2 separate regions of the Pan troglodytes genome follow, and region 2 is linked to region 1. The links are chromatin contacts, called in public Hi-C maps. All regions are on one chromosome and are shown on one strand. The core of a region is the stretch at or near the end of the contact, and the rest is flanking DNA. Distances in the headings are between cores, read along the strand shown. Region 1 overlaps SBF2 (SET binding factor 2). Region 2 holds the start of ADM (adrenomedullin).

The links. A called contact is a pair of places that touch in the nucleus more often than the background predicts.
Region 2: a contact with region 1 is called in a Hi-C map of stem cell-derived neural progenitor cells, with 4 times the contacts expected there. The contact joins the promoter of ADM here to the enhancer-like site in region 1. A contact is called at or near these places in 4 of 7 Hi-C or Micro-C datasets (blood, induced pluripotent stem cells and stem cell-derived neural progenitor cells) and 1 of 1 datasets of contacts at active chromatin or transcription factors (stem cell-derived excitatory neurons).

Annotation. Positions count from the first base shown.
Region 1 is chr9:14,137,555-14,140,254 of NHGRI_mPanTro3-v2.0_pri, forward strand. The region is part of intron 13 of SBF2 (SET binding factor 2); the gene reads right to left. Among named protein-coding and RNA genes, the nearest start is that of SBF2, 310 kb to the right of the region's middle. Within about 2 kb of position 1,272, at least 6 of the 24 cell types and tissues checked have an H3K27ac peak or open chromatin away from gene starts, as enhancers often do. A contact at or near this core is called in induced pluripotent stem cells and stem cell-derived neural progenitor cells, where this site is marked.
Region 2 is chr9:14,453,277-14,455,976 of NHGRI_mPanTro3-v2.0_pri, forward strand. ADM (adrenomedullin) reads left to right here and starts at 1,392. Exons shown (of 4, transcript XM_001169702.6): 1 at 1,392-2,700.

The DNA.
Region 1 (2,700 bases), core at 22-2,521:
ATAGTTCCGACTTACTTTACTTTTCTTAGGACTCAAAACTTCACAGCAGGAGAAATAAGGAACACTCATTAGCCCAAATCCATTTTTCCATATGAATATAATCTCTGTCATTTTATGCTCTTTTCTTTCCTGGTGTTCAAATAGTTATTTCACACTTTACCACATCCGAGTCCTTTTAACTTATTGCATTTCCTCTATCCATGGAATATTTTCATCCTTGTGTTTCTGTGGTCACTTGTCAATTTGCTTTTTTTCTTTCAGCTTTTCGCTCCCTCTGTTCAAAACAATGCAACTCCTGACCAGCTGCCAACCGCGGTGCCAAGCCAAAGCAGAGGACACTGGTCGGTTCTGTCTGAGGTGGTTCTGGTCTCCAGTGAGTCTAATCTTTATGTCTTACAAGAGACCCAAATGAAAACCATAATGAGGGCAAATGACTAACTGAAAAAATTGTGACTAACATGTTTTCATAACACACTGACTGACAGGAAAATTACTTTGAAAAATGTGGTCTATTTTGATATACGGTACCAACTGTAATATCTCATAATTTACAATCCAGAGCAAAAAAACTATCACAGGAAGCTTTCTAGTTCTGTGAACAAAATACTTTATTTAACAGTATATTTTTAAAATTAATGACTGTCTAAATAGAGTGGATCATGGCAGATGGGAGGCAGGACTAGATTGCAGCTCCAGACAGAGAAGCATGTGGAGGCTTGCATTGTGAGTTTCAGCTCTAGATCAACTGCAAGAACAAACCAGCAATCTGGAGAGGAATCACAGACCCTCGGAAGGAAGTGAACTGCTCCTGCGGGATTTGGGAGACACCCCAAATACTGTGAGTGCCCCAACTGTCTAAGTGGGAAAGGGAGACCCTCCTCTCCCGAACACACACCGGAGAAGCTGAAGGTCTAAATGTGGGAGAAGTTTCCGACTTTACCTAAAGCTGAGTCAAGTTAGAGAGCCAAGCGAAATACAGGGGTAGAGAAAGCAGCAGAAAGGCCCTGGGAGCTTGCTGGGTCCCAAAGCAGCCCATTCCTGCCTGGCACCACAGGGATCCCTCGGGAGGGTGGCCAGCGGAGCAGCAGGTAAAACTCCACAGGGAGAAGGAATTCTCTAGCTGAACTTTTTAACTATTTGAATGGGGTGAGAAGCCCCGGGGGTGGTGGGGGCTGCAAATCCGGGTTGCAGACTTCACAGGCAGGGGAAGAACTAAAGCACTTTTCTTTCACAGCTGGGAGGCGGATAGCCTCGGGCAAGTTTTCAAGCCCGTCTGGCAGCCCGTCTTGCCCTCTGCCTGGAAACAGACTCAGGGCTACTAGGGGGCACAGCGGGAGAGAAACTGGCCCTTCTGTTTGCGTGGGAGCTGGGTGAGGCCTGTGACTGCCGGCTTTCCCCCACTTTCCTGACAACTTGCATGACTCAGCAGAGGAAGCCATAATCTCCCTAGGTACACAACTCCAGTGAGCTGGGAATCTCACCCCCATCCCCCACAGCAGCCACATCAAGACCCGCCCAAAGAGAATCTGAGCTCAGACAGGCCTAGCTCCTTCCCAACCTGATGGTCCTTCCCTATCCACCCTGGTAGCAGAAGACAAAGGGCATATAATCTTGGGAGTTCAAGGGCCCTGCCCACCACTGGTCCCTCTCCACACTACTACACCTGATGCTTTCTGGAAGGCACCACCTCCTGACAGGAGGCCAACCAGCGCAAAAACAGAGCATTAAACCACCAAAGCTAAGGGCCCTCATGGAGCTCACTGCACCCTCCGCCACCTCCACCGGAACAGGCACTGGTATCCACAGCTGAGAGACCCATAGACGGTTCACATCACAGGACTCTGTGCAGACAATCCTCGGTACCAGCCTGGAGCCAGGTAGACTCGCTGGGTGGCTAGATCCAGGAGAGACAACAATCACTGCAGTTCGGCTCACAGGGAGTCACATCCATAGGAAAAGAGGGAGAGTACTACACCAAGAGAACACTCTGTGGGACAAAATAATCTGAACAACAGCCTTCAGTCCTAGACCTTCCCTCTGACAGAGCTTACCCAAATAAGAAGGAACCAGAAAACCAACCCTGGTAATATGACAAAACAAGGCTCTTCAACATCCCCCCAAAAATCACACTAGTTCACTAGTAATGGATCCAAACCAAGAAGAAATCTCTGATTACCTGAAAAAGAACTCAGGAGGTTAGTTACTAAGCTAATGAGGGAGGGAGCAGAGAAAGGTGAAGCCCAATGCAAGGAAATCCAAAAAATGATACAAGAAGTGAATGGAGAAATATTCATAGAAATAGATAGCTTAAAGAGAAAACAATAAAAAATTCAAGAAACTTTGGACACACTTTTAGAAATGGGAAATGCTCTGGAAAGTCTCAGCAATAGAACTGAACAAGTAGAAGAAAGAAATTCAGAGCTGGAAGACAAGGTCTTTGAATTAACCTAATCCGACAAAGACAAAGAAAAAAGGGTAAGAAAATATGAACAAAGCCTCCAAGAAGTCTGGGATTATGTTAAATGAACAAACCTAAGAATAATCGCTGTATCTGAGGAAGAAGATAATTCTAAAAGCCTGGAAAACATATTTGGGGGAATAATTGAGGAAAACTTCCCCGGCCTTGCAAGAGACCTAGACATCCAAATACAAGCAGCACAAAGAACACCTGGAAATTCATTGCAAAAAGATCTTCGCCTA
Region 2 (2,700 bases), core at 142-2,641, 320 kb after region 1:
GAACTTTGTAAACAAGTCCTCAGCTTAAAAGACATTTTGAACTATATTAATAATAAATGCATCATAAAATTTCCTGTTTGATAAAGGAGGCATCTGAGATAATTATGCAATGCACTTAGCTACTCACATTTTAGTTATTCTTATTAATATCATTGATATTTATTATTTTTCAATGCTTCTCTGAAAGACCTGAGTATGGCCACTCTGGCTTTAAGAACTGTGTCCACAGTGCTAGCTGAGAAACCACTACCACATATTTTTTTAAACTCCAAACTTTACTAAGAATCAGGCTTGGATATAGGGCCTAAAAATCATTCAATTGGAATGTGAAGAAGTTGAAACACCATTACGCAAAAACCCTTTAGCATATGTGTATGTGTGTCTCCCTAATGTCAGGATGTACACATTTATTACAGTGGTTTGGATGTTTATTTGTAATCTGACCTTTTGAAATTCTGGAGCACACAAAAAAAGTAGATCTTCATTAACAAGGATTTTTTTTTCTTTTTCTTTTCTCTTTTCTTGCCAGAAACTTTAAAGATGTTTCTTCCTTCACTTCCTTCCTTCCTTGTACTGTCCTTGCTCAACGTGAATCTACAATCACTGCCACTTGAATGGATGCAACTTATGTTAATAAATCACCAGGATCAGAACTCCCACTGCAGCATTTCCTTCTCCATAGAACCATTGAACCAGAAATGCATTCTAGTGTTTTTTTTTGTCGTTAACGATGATTAATTAAACAAACTCGAGATTTCACGAGAAAAAACATAGATGCCCAGATTTAACAAATTCCTTATCTTTTTTCGACTTAAACCCACGACGCTTTGGGGAGCACTCTAGCCCCTGCTACTCACCCATGCAAGCGGAGTGCGCGCTCGCGCACACTCTCACACACTCCAAGATAGGGGCTTTCTAGGAAAATACTTTGAGCTGCCAATCCAAGATTTTACTTAAAGAATTGACTTGGTTCTCAAGTGACAGATCTCTAAGTGCCAGAGCGGCAAAGTGCACCAGGCTGATAAGGTGCATGCCAAGACTCTCAGGTGGGAATTCTTGTCACAGCCAAGAGGTTGCTGGCATAGGCACCCGAGGCTGGCAGAGCCTAGCCTCTGAGTCTCCCTACACTCCTGGGCTTGCTTTCCTTTTTGAAGCCGCCTGCAGCTCAAAGAGGAGTTTGAACCAAGGGCACTGGCTTCGCGATCCTCCTGGCAGAGCCACAGCTCAAGTTTCCCCACGGAATCACGAGCTTTTGTAAAGGGCAGCGAGGTGGCAGCGAGTTACAGTCGCAGAGTTCTCTGGAGAACGAACACCCCCGCCGCGCCCCACCCCCCAGGACTGGTGGAGACTGGAAGGAACGAGTCCAGACCACGGGACCTTCCCTGGCCGTGGGCCGACGCCTAGCTGTCCTTGACCTCCCCAGCAGTCGGAGGCGCGCGCGGGAGAAATGAAAGTAAAACCTGTCCTGGCGCGGAACCAAGTGGAAGCTGGCGACAAGTAGGTCGCATCCTCAGAGCGACTGATAGCCAGTCCTGGATCTGCGCGAAGAGCTTGACTCGCAGAGGATAAAGTGAAAGGAAAAGGAAATGGGAGACAAGGGAGAAGAACAATAGTTAGGCTGGGGAGGCTCCTGGTCACCGAGCAGGCGTTCAGTAATAGCTGCTGTCTGCGGTGCAGACGGACTAGTCGCCCGGCCAGGCCACTGCGGTGACTGCCCTGCGCCCAGCCGGGCGGCCGGATCCAGACCAGTGCGCCGCGCTGCACTCCTCTAACCCTCCGCGTCCCAACCCCTTACCAGGGCCAGGGTCAGGGCCCGGAATCTGTCCTCCGTCCTCAGATGGAATTCAGGTCCGCTCAGGTGACTCCTTCCAGGAAGAGTCCTTAAATAACTTCCGCGCGGCCATTTCTTCCCCAGGTGCAATGTCCACTGTTGAGTCCCGAGAGTGAAAAGGCAGCTAAGCCAGCAGTGCGCGGCCCAGACAGACCACTCTGGGCAAGGTCCGCGCGACCCACTGCCCAGCCGCCTTTGCACCGGAGCTCAGAGCCATATGGCAGAGTAGGAAGGAAGCTTAAACGTCTGCTGGGGACCGGCTCTAAGATGGGGACTCGAGAGATGGGACATGACTCGCCCACCTTCACACAGCGAATTGCCGGGAGGTGAGGACTAGAAACCTGTTTGGCTAGTGGTCTCGCACCTTTGGCCTCTCCGTCGAGTCGCTGGGCTTCAGGACATTCGATTAGAGGAGTAGTTAGTAGGACCCCAGAAACCCACAAGCAAGAAGCAGGAAGCCCCGTGGCTTAGCCTTTCCTTCCCAGTTTGGCCCCCAGGAGAGAAGTAAGAAAGAGAAGAAGCTGTGATGAAAGAGCACAAACGGGTGGCAAACGTGTTTAGCGTGATTCATCATGAACAGGCACAAATTCTTAGGGCGGGGGCTAGGACTCTCCTTTGCCCCTTGAGAAGTTGGTGACCCCAGCCTAGAGGAATCCACGCCGCGCCCCAGTCGGCCGTGCTAGCGTGTCGGGCCGAGTAGGGACTCTGCTGCTTCCTACCTGCAGGGTGACTTCCCCTCTCTGCAGATACCTCCCCTCTCTGAGCTTGAATTTTCTACCTGCTGAAATGGGAAAAGGAATGTTACCTTCCTTGCCTGACTCAAGGGTGGGTGTGAAGCTCAAAGTAGACTGGGATGTGGCCGTGCTTGG